Linked DNA regions of Sus scrofa: region 2 is linked to region 1. A link is a contact called in public Hi-C data. All regions are on one chromosome and are shown on one strand. The core of a region is the stretch at or near the end of the contact, and the rest is flanking DNA. Distances in the headings are between cores, read along the strand shown. Region 1 holds the start of EVI5L (EVI5-like protein). Region 2 holds the start of GPR108 (protein GPR108).

Evidence for each region. A called contact is a pair of places that touch in the nucleus more often than the background predicts.
Region 2: a contact with region 1 is called in a Hi-C map of skeletal muscle, with 5 times the contacts expected there. The contact joins the promoter of GPR108 here to the promoter of EVI5L in region 1. A contact is called at or near these places in 3 of 47 Hi-C or Micro-C datasets (heart right ventricle, retroperitoneal adipose tissue and skeletal muscle).

Annotation. Positions count from the first base shown.
Region 1 is chr2:71,362,841-71,367,326 of Sscrofa11.1, forward strand. It overlaps EVI5L (EVI5-like protein), which reads right to left and starts at 2,996. Exons shown (of 19, transcript XM_013994706.2): 1 at 2,813-2,996.
Region 2 is chr2:72,415,745-72,420,204 of Sscrofa11.1, forward strand. GPR108 (protein GPR108) reads left to right here and starts at 2,477. Exons shown (of 18, transcript XM_021083982.1): 1 at 2,477-2,646; 2 at 3,405-3,524. The coding sequence starts at 2,527. TRIP10 (cdc42-interacting protein 4) reads right to left here and starts at 402. Exons shown (of 15, transcript XM_005654730.3): 1 at 270-402. The coding sequence starts at 293.

The sequences.
Region 1 (4,486 bases), core at 1,746-4,245:
GGAATAACCAGCACCTACATTCTGTAAGAGGAAATTGAGATCATGATCCTTTGTGCCCCTTGCATGATCAAAAGCACATACACAGGGGCACGGACCTGGACCCCAGGTCTAGGGTAAAAGGTCACTGATATGGTTCATAAGCCCTCCCTGGGAGCCTGCTTGTATTTTCCTAAGGAGTTCACAGTCTACCTCTGGGAGCCTTCTGACCCCACCACATCTGCATAAAGTCCCCCCTGGGGAGGCTGTGGAGTTTGTTTCCTGCATGCCTCGTGACCTTCAGGAATGAATCTCCTTGTTCCCTCCTCCCTGCAGCACGTGGGGTGTGGGCACTGCCAGCAAGCAGGCCCCTGACTACCCTCTGTCCCCCTGGGAGGTCTCTGTGTGGCCACAAATCCCACAACAGACCATCTCTCAAATTGGCTTCCTGAGGTACAGCTCAGCCATGGAAAGGCAGCCATTACCTGCTGAGGCATCAGCTAATTACAACCAGGGGTCCAGGCTGGCCAGTGACTTTGCCAGCATCCAGAGATGGGCAACTGCCCTCCTGGACCCTACTGACCCCTTCCATGTGATGCTCAGGGGACATTCAGGGCCAGGGCCTAACCTTGATGGCTCCCCTGAGGTACAAAGTGCTGGTCTCAGGACTTCTCTCCCCATTTTCCAGATGGGTAAATTGAGGCCCCAAGCCAAGATGCACTTTCCCCCAGAGCCATCCAGCATCCACTGGGGAATATCCACAAAGAAGCCTGGGCTTGTTTCTCTGGGGTTTCCCAGGCACGTTGATATTAGCCAAAGGAGTCCAGACAGGCAGCACTGATCTGGATTCCCCTCAGGCGGGACCTGGGGCTTCTCCTCACTCCTTGTGGTCCTGGCAGTACTGTCTCGCCAGTTCTGTGATCTGCTTTCCTCTCTGCCTTGCCTTGTCTCTGTGCCAGGGCCAAACCACCTGCAGTCGAGCACAGAAGCCCAGGGGAGCCCACAGGTTGGACCTGAGGGCGAGGGCTGTGGAGGGAACAGGACGGGCAGGAAGAGCCAGAACACCTGGGAAGACTCACGGACTCGGGTTTTCCAGCTCCATCCCAGCCGGGCTGAGGGAAAAGACCAAGCCGACTACTCACTCGGGTTCCACCCGAGCCTCTTCAGCACATTTTTCCCTTCTGGAAATATTCCTTAACAAAGAGCTGTCAGCTTCTGGCAGGCCCAAACCCAGCCCCACCGGGTCCCAGATGCCAGGATAGAAGGAAGCTGTTTCATTTTGGCATGATACGCTGGTCGTGGGTGAAAGAGCTCCCGTGGCTGTCAGGGGCTGTCCCTGGGTAGCAGTGCTGGCCCTGCCATCTGAGGCTAGCGGGAGTGATGGGGTTAGGATGCTGGTCCTACCCGTCTGGTCAGACTCCAAGACCGGGGCCAGGAGCAGTCTGTACCCCCAGCCCTCTACCAGGGGTGGCATAAATCAGGAGGCAGACAGTGGTTCTTTTGGGGACACTGGTGTAGGAGGGAGAATGAGCATCCTTCCTTTTGAAGAAGGGCAAAGTGGTGAGAAATAGACAAGGGGGAAGAGGCCTAGGGCAGGTGTCCACCAGGGTACTGGGAGATTCTGGGTCACTCTGCCACCTCCAGGACCCCAGAGAGGGAGTGGGCTAGGGAGGTTGGTGTGTTGGGAAGGCTGGGTAGCTGCCTGAGTCTCTGCCTGAGCTGGGAGCTCTTGGTCCAAGGAGGAGGCATGCTAAAGCGCTGAAGAGCCCTGTGAATGTGGGTGTGTTGGGAGAGGGTCCCAGTTGCCTGGGTCTGTGTTGAGGATAAAAGTGTCTGACCCTGTGTGTGTGTGTCCATGTCAGGGGCTCCTGAATGTCTGTGTGTGAGGGGTCCAGGGTCTGTCCGTATGAGTTGTTGGGGGTATATGGGTACTGATTTGTTGGGTCCCAGGTGTGTGTGGCATGCGCACACCTGAATGTGTGAGTGGGGCCCTCTGAAAGGTGTGTGTCCTTAGGTGGGGGAGGGGGTTCAGAACATCTGTAGGGAGGTCCTGAGCATGAGGTGAAGGTGGATTTTCAGGAAGCAGTGATCAAGACAAGTCAAGATCAGGGCTGTATGTGGAGCTATTGGAGTGTGCTGAAAGACCCCAGGAGTGGCTTTCAGGGGTGCCCTTGGCCATGGGGCTGCTGGGAGTGGCAGATGGGCAATCAGGCTGAGGTGAGGCCTGTGAGCAGAAATCCTGATTTACAGAGACTGGAGAGGGGGGTCCTGTGGGGTCAGAAGGCTCCAAGGCTGGTATCCTTGGGGATGGGGGTACGTCTGAGCCCAGAGATAGGATGTGAAGTGAGGGGAGGGACGGCGTGGCAAGGGGGTCTACAGATGAGAGGGGAACCTGAGGGGTTGGGACAGAGGGAGGGCGGGGGTCCTCCGCTTCCTGGAGGGCGCTTGTAGGGGGCGGGTCTGCGGGGTGGGGGCAGAGGGAGCCCTGAAGAGACCGGGAAGGGGTCCTGAGGGTCAGTAGAGAGGGTGGTCAGGGGTTACGGGCCCGAGGAAGCTTCTGGGGAGGGGGCTGCGCCGCGGAGGAGGACGCCCGGAGGTGTCGGAGGTGTCGGGGAAGGGCCCCTGAGGGTCGGGAAGCGTCGGGAACGAGGGTGGGCAGGGGCCGGGGCCCGAGGTTGACGGCCAGGGTCCGTGCTAGGAGTGCCAAGGGGTCCCAGCGCGGGTTCTGGGGAGAGGGGGCCCTGAGTCCCGATCTTGCCCGGCCCCCGCGGGCCGCAGCGCGGAGCCGCGGGCCTGAGAAGGCGCCTGGGAGGCCTGGCCCGCGCCGCCTACCTACCTGCGCCGAGCGCGCCGCCATCGCCGTGCCGAGCCTAGCCGTCCCCGGCCGCGCCGCCGGATCCCCGCCGCGCCGCTCACCCCGCAGCCCCGGCCCGGCCCCTTCAGCCGCCCCCCGGGACCGCGGCCGCCGCCGGCTCCGCCGCTGCCATTTCACCCGCTGACAGGAGCCGCTGCCCCACCCCCGAGGCCCAGTCAGCCAATTCGCCGCCCCAAGGAACTCCGGCTCCGCCCATTGGCCAGGAGTGACGGTGTTCCTGGCCAATCCGTGCACATTCCGTAAGGAGGGCCCTGGCTACGGCCAGAAGGTTGACTCCTTTAAGGAGAGAAGCGAATTAAACTTAGGGAAGCAGTGAGGGACGGGTGGTTTTGCCTATCGGAATGTGGAATCCTGGTGATCAACACATGGCAGGGCCAATAGCGAGGAGAGAGGGGTGTGTCTCTGAGGGAAGGCTGAGTCCCTAAGGAACCCCAGACAGGGGCAGGCAAGCGTTTGGGTCTAAGCCCCGCCCAGAACCGGGCTTTTTGGCCCAATAACGAGACGTCCTGGGACGGCCATTATTATCTGCCCCTCAAACCTTGGCCATGGCAACTGTTGGGCCTCTATAAAGAAGAATGACACCCAGGGAGCCAATGACACTGAAGGAGGGCGGTGAAGGGACGCTCTCTGGCCAATGAGTTCGTGAGATTGATCTGAGGTTGGCCTCCGGGGCGGTGGGGCTTGGGGCTTGAGGCTTGGAGTGAATGAAATAGGGGCGGGGCTGAGAGGGGCGTGGCCTAGATCATCGTTGGGGCGGGGGCAGATAAGGTAGAGGCTAAAGGGTTGGGTCCGGGAAGGGGGGTTGCCAGAAATCCCTAAGGCGGCGGGGAGGTGGTGGGACTGCAGCTTCACTAACTCCAACTCGGTGCTAGCGGTGGGGCTTTTGGGGTTGGGGTGTCACACCAAAGACTCAGGCAGGTCCCCTGCCCTCGTCTAGTCAGGGTTAAGTATATTCTCTGAGGCTGAGAATCTTGTTCCCGCATTAAACTCTGAGCACGCTTTTATCCTTGCTTGGGACACGGCCCTCCCATCCCCCACCCCATCTAGACGGGGTGTGTGTGGAATGCAGGACCTAGGTCAGGTCTCCTCGGGATCCCCAGCGTTTCTGAGAAGGGGCCCAGCCCATGGGAACTGCTTGTAACTGATGAATGAGCGAATGGCAGGCCAAGACCCTATCAACAGGAAAAGGAAGTTTAGGGGACGATCAAAACAGGCTGGCCCCTTGTGGGGCATTAGAAGCAGTTACTGATAGCCGGCAAGACTTAGCAAAAATGACACATTTCCACCTGTCACAGAAGAGAGAGTGACACGGTAAGTTCACAATGGAGGCTGGAAGTGGGGAGACGGACATGGAAACGAGAGGGCTGGAACCCAGAGTGGGGAGTGTCAGGACCTTCTGAGGTTTGAGGTCTCAACCTTCTAAATAGTGGGTAGGGGGGGTTCTTCTGGTTTGGGGAACAATGAATGACACCCAGCCACATTCCCTGCCTCTGTCCATCTGTCGCTGCATCTTTCTACACTCTGTACCATCTACAGTGTGTCTGTCTCCTCTCTCTGTCCCTGTTTCCTCTCTTAATATGTCTACCTACACCTTCTCTGCCCCTGTCTACACTCCCTCTCCCTATGTCTTCCTTC
Region 2 (4,460 bases), core at 1,227-3,726, 1.1 Mb after region 1:
CCCAGCCGCCCCGGCCTGGTCCTAGAACTTCTTTTGCCCTCCTGATTCAACCCCGTACCTCAGTTTCCCTACGCCGCTCCTGCAAGGTGGCCCTCTGCTCCCCGGAGTCCCGAAACGCCCTGGGAAACTCCGAATGAGGGCGGAGAGCGGGGTTTCCAGGGGTCGGTGGAAGGGAAAGCGCAGAATCCCCGCTGGGGTACTGCAGGGGGCAAAGCGGGGGTCTGGACCCCAGGAAGGGAAGAACTTGGAGCAGGGAGGATCGGACTCACCCACAGTTCGGTGCCCCAATCCATGCTGCTCTCGCCTATGCCGACGCAACCGCCGCACCCGGTCCCCGCCGCCCGACGCCCGCCGCCCGCCGTCCGCCGTAAGCGGCCGGGAGACTCAGCCCAGGGCGGTGAGCCCGGCCCCGCCCCGCTAAGGCCACGCCCACTCCAGACTCCGTCACGCCCCCATAGACTCAGCCACGCCCCCGCACGGAGCCCCCGCATAGCCCACGGAAGGTGGGGGCTCACAAGGAGGCGGGGCCCGAAGGACGCCCCGCCCCCTCTTAAAGGACCGTCGCCACCCGACGCCACTGGACCGACCCCTTTAAAGGACCCCCACCCATTTTCCAAATCCCCTGGGACCCTCTTGTCCTCCCAACCCTTGCCCCCGCCCTAGTCTGTTTTTCCTTTCCTCTTTTCTTTCAACTATTCCTTAAAGGGCCAAGACACTAAAATCCCAACTCACGAGGTCCTTCCTCGACCCCGTCGCAGGGAGAACTTGAGGTCACCCGGCTCTTGCGGGCCGGCCCGGCTCCAGACGGCTATGCTTGTCCCACTAATGGCCTAGTCCCTCCGGCCGCAGAGCGGATGGGAGGATTTCGATCCTGCCTAGGATGTGCCTCGGCCAAGACCGGGTCCATTAGCGCCCCCACCGCATCCTGCCTCTCTCTCCAAAGTCTGCGCCGGGAAACTGAGGACGGGTTGTCCTTGGGGCGCTGGGCCCAAGCCTTTCCCCATCTGCTGTCCGGTTCGGTTCGTACTTGCACCTGCCCATTTTCCAGTCGCATGCATTAAGGCCCAATCAGGTTTAAAAGTCTCCAAATCCTAGGATTCCGACAATGTCTCCTTTCTCCCCTCCAACCCCCTTGCCCTGGGGCTTGGAAGTCCGTCGCCTCTCATAAAAGTCTGTTCACACCTTGTTAATTCCTTTGAGGCACTGGGATAAAAGGGGAGAAATCTCTGCAGCAACCTCTTTCATCCTCTCCTGCTTTAGGTGCTTTCTCTTTGGCTACAGAGGTGACAGCCGCCCTGCTGGGGCTGGGGGCCCCGAGCCCCCAGGGCAGGTTAGGCTCTGAGTCCGCAGGCTCCCTGTACACAGGTGGGAAGCCCAGGAGGATAGCTCCAGGAGCCCACACTGGGACAGATGGCTCTACGGGGACCTGGCCCCACCTGCTGGTGGCTTGTGAGTTAGAAAACCTGAAATTGTAAAGTGGACCTGTGTTCCAGAGGTTAAAGGATCAGGAACTCAGTCAGGACCTCGGCCTGGGATCTGGGACTCAGTTGCTCAGCCTGAGAGTAGGGTCTCAACCTCTAACTGAAATTGGGATTGATCTCAAGTCCTCATCACAGTTGGGATAGGGTCTGGGATCAGAGCCTTAGCAGAAGGGTCAGCCACCCAAATGAAGGCCTCAGATTCAGACTGAGGTCCAGGGATCAGTCCTTATCTGAAGTCAGGGGTTAGTCCTAATCTGAGGTCAGAGCTCAGTCCAGGTGGAAGCTCAACCAGGTATAGGTTGAGGGTAAAAACGGGTGGGGGAGTCAGGGTTTCAGGCTGAGGTCAGGGCTCAGCCTGAGACAAGACTAGCCTGGAACCTGGGGGTGAGCCTCCAGTTGCCTCACTCCAGGATAGAAGCGTCCACCTAAGGCTGGGAATTCAGCCTGGGATCATAGGTCACCCAAGGGTCAAGATTTAGCTTGGGGCTAGGTTTTGGCCTCTCCGTGGATCAGGAAGATTAGGAGAGAAGATAGGCTTCAGCAAATGCATGTGTTTACCAAAAGCCTGAACTTTGGCTGGGAGCCACATCCCTGGGGTACAAAGGGGAAGTCCGTCCTTAGGGATACTGGGAAATGTAGTTTATTGAAGGCTCCCAATGAGCCGTCTGCTACCCCTCCGTTTTGGGTAATGTAGTTCTGAACTGGTCAGTCAGTTAAGGGTGGATGGAGGAATTCCCCTTTGGGGGCCGGATATCAGATCCATCACAATTGGTTGGAGGGTCTGTTTATCAAATTACATCAGGGACAATCCTTCTAGTGATTGGTGAGAGTGGAGGCGGGATTAACTGACATCAGCATTCCCATTCGGAACCGGTGCTGTCCATTTGGTGTCGTAAAGGGGGCGGCCTCGAGAGGAGAAGATCGATGATTGGTTGAGCGGGCCGAAAATGCCAAAGAGTCGGCCCCCACCGTACGGCGATTGGTTCACCGGTAGGCGGGCCTGGAGGCGTCAGAGGCGGTATCAGGGGAGGCGGTGGCTCCAGAGATGGCAGTGAGCGAGAGGAGGGGGCTCGCCCGCGGGAGACCCGCGGAGTGGGGCCAGCGGCTCTTTCTGCTGCTGCTGTTAGGAGGCTGCTCTGGGCGCATCCACCGGCTGACGCTGACGGTGAGTCCTGCCGCGCAGCAGTCTTGAGTGGGGGACGCAGCTTTAGCCTGGAGAAGCCCCTGGCTTGGAGTGGTCTCGTCCTACCTCCCCCGCTCCTTACACGGGATGGAGCGGTCCGGCGCCCCCCGCGTCCAGGCCCGAAGTGGCCTCGTCCGAGGATCCCCCTCAATCCTCCCTTTGGAGTTGCCTGGCCGGCTGTGAGGGGGTCGTGCCCCGCCCACGGCTTGGGGCGGGGCTTCATCTCCGGGGACCCAGGACTCAGAGCCCTGTAAATTCTGGGGATCCATTTGGGGGCGCCAGGGGCCCTTAACACCGCCCAGGGAAGTCCCTGGGGGTTCTAGACTGGAGTCCTCTGAGTACTTATCGAGATCTTGGAGGCTCAGTTGAAATCTCTGCACTCTAGGGGCTCAGCTGGAATCAAAAAATTTTCTGGGAGGTGAGGGCCAGGCACTCCAAGATTCGTAACTCTGCTCTCCGGGTGGTACTCATCCAGTGGAGGGACTTCCAGGGGTCCCAGACTTTCTCTTCCTAGACTCTGAAAAGTGGCCAGAGGATCCGGGGCCACTCTGTCCCTTCCTGAGATTGGGGTCACAGCCTCCAGGGGTGGCCCTCTCAGCCTCTTCTGTCACCCTTTGGACCCGTCCTAAATCTAGGCATACCAGGAGGTGACCACAGCCCTTGGGGAAACCTCGTGCCACAACTCTGGGGCTGGGCTAGTGGGAAGTCTCAGCTGCTTCTGTCTCCTTCATCGCCGGCAGGGGGAGAAGCGAGCCGACATCCAGCTGAACAGCTTTGGCTTCTACACCAACGGCTCTCTGGAGGTAGACCTGAGCCTCCTGCGGCTGGGCCTCCAGGAGACAGAAGAGAAAGCTCCGCTGGTGAGGGGCTTTGAGGAGTGCGGTACTGGAGGAGGGAGAGGTGCAGAAGTTTCTGGGCTTCTCCCCCACAACCCCCCCCCCCCAGCTCTGGATTCCCATCCTAGCTATGCCTCTCACCCGTGTGATCTTGGGCAAGTCCCTTGGCCTCTCTTTCCTCATCTATAACATGGGAATAATAATATTTCCTGCAATATGTGCTAGGCACTGAGCCGGAGAGGGGTGGGGAGGGGAGCATGCCAGTGAACAAGACAGCCCAGTTCCTTGAATCAAATGAGTAGCTAAGAGTTCCTATTGTGGCTCAGCACGTTTCGAATCTAGCTAGTATCCACAAGGATTTGGGTTCGATCCCTGGCCTCACTCAGTGGGTTAAGGATCTGTCATTACTGCATGCTATGGTGTAGGTCACAGACACAGCTCGTCTCTGGCATGGCTGTGGCTGTGGTGTAGACCAGCAGCTGCAGCTCCAATTTGACCCCTATATGCTGTGGGTGCAGCCCTAAAATAAGAGAGAGAGAGTAGTTAGTGTTTATTGTACCCGCTGTGAACCAGGTACCATGCAGATCAATTTCCATGGGTTGGTTCCTACACAGCTGCCTCTCGGGGATGCTGTGAGAAGATTACACCTGCCAACTCAGTTTTACAGGTGTTTACACAGACCCAGAGGTATGTGGCTTGCTTAGAGTCCCAGAGCCTGGTTGTAAATCCCTGTGTGCTGGACTCCAGAGCCCAAGGCAGGATACCACAAACATTCTATTTAATTTATTTTTTACCTCAGCAATTTAAATAGTGGGACAGAGGGCGAGCTAGGTCCAGAGGGCCAGCGCAGGTCTCCCTGAGGAAGTGACATCCCGTTTGGGTGGCACAGATCGCCAGGAGTTAAGGGGAAAGGGTTGGGGGGTTGGGGGTGGGGGTGATAAATGGGAAAAGCCAGTAAGT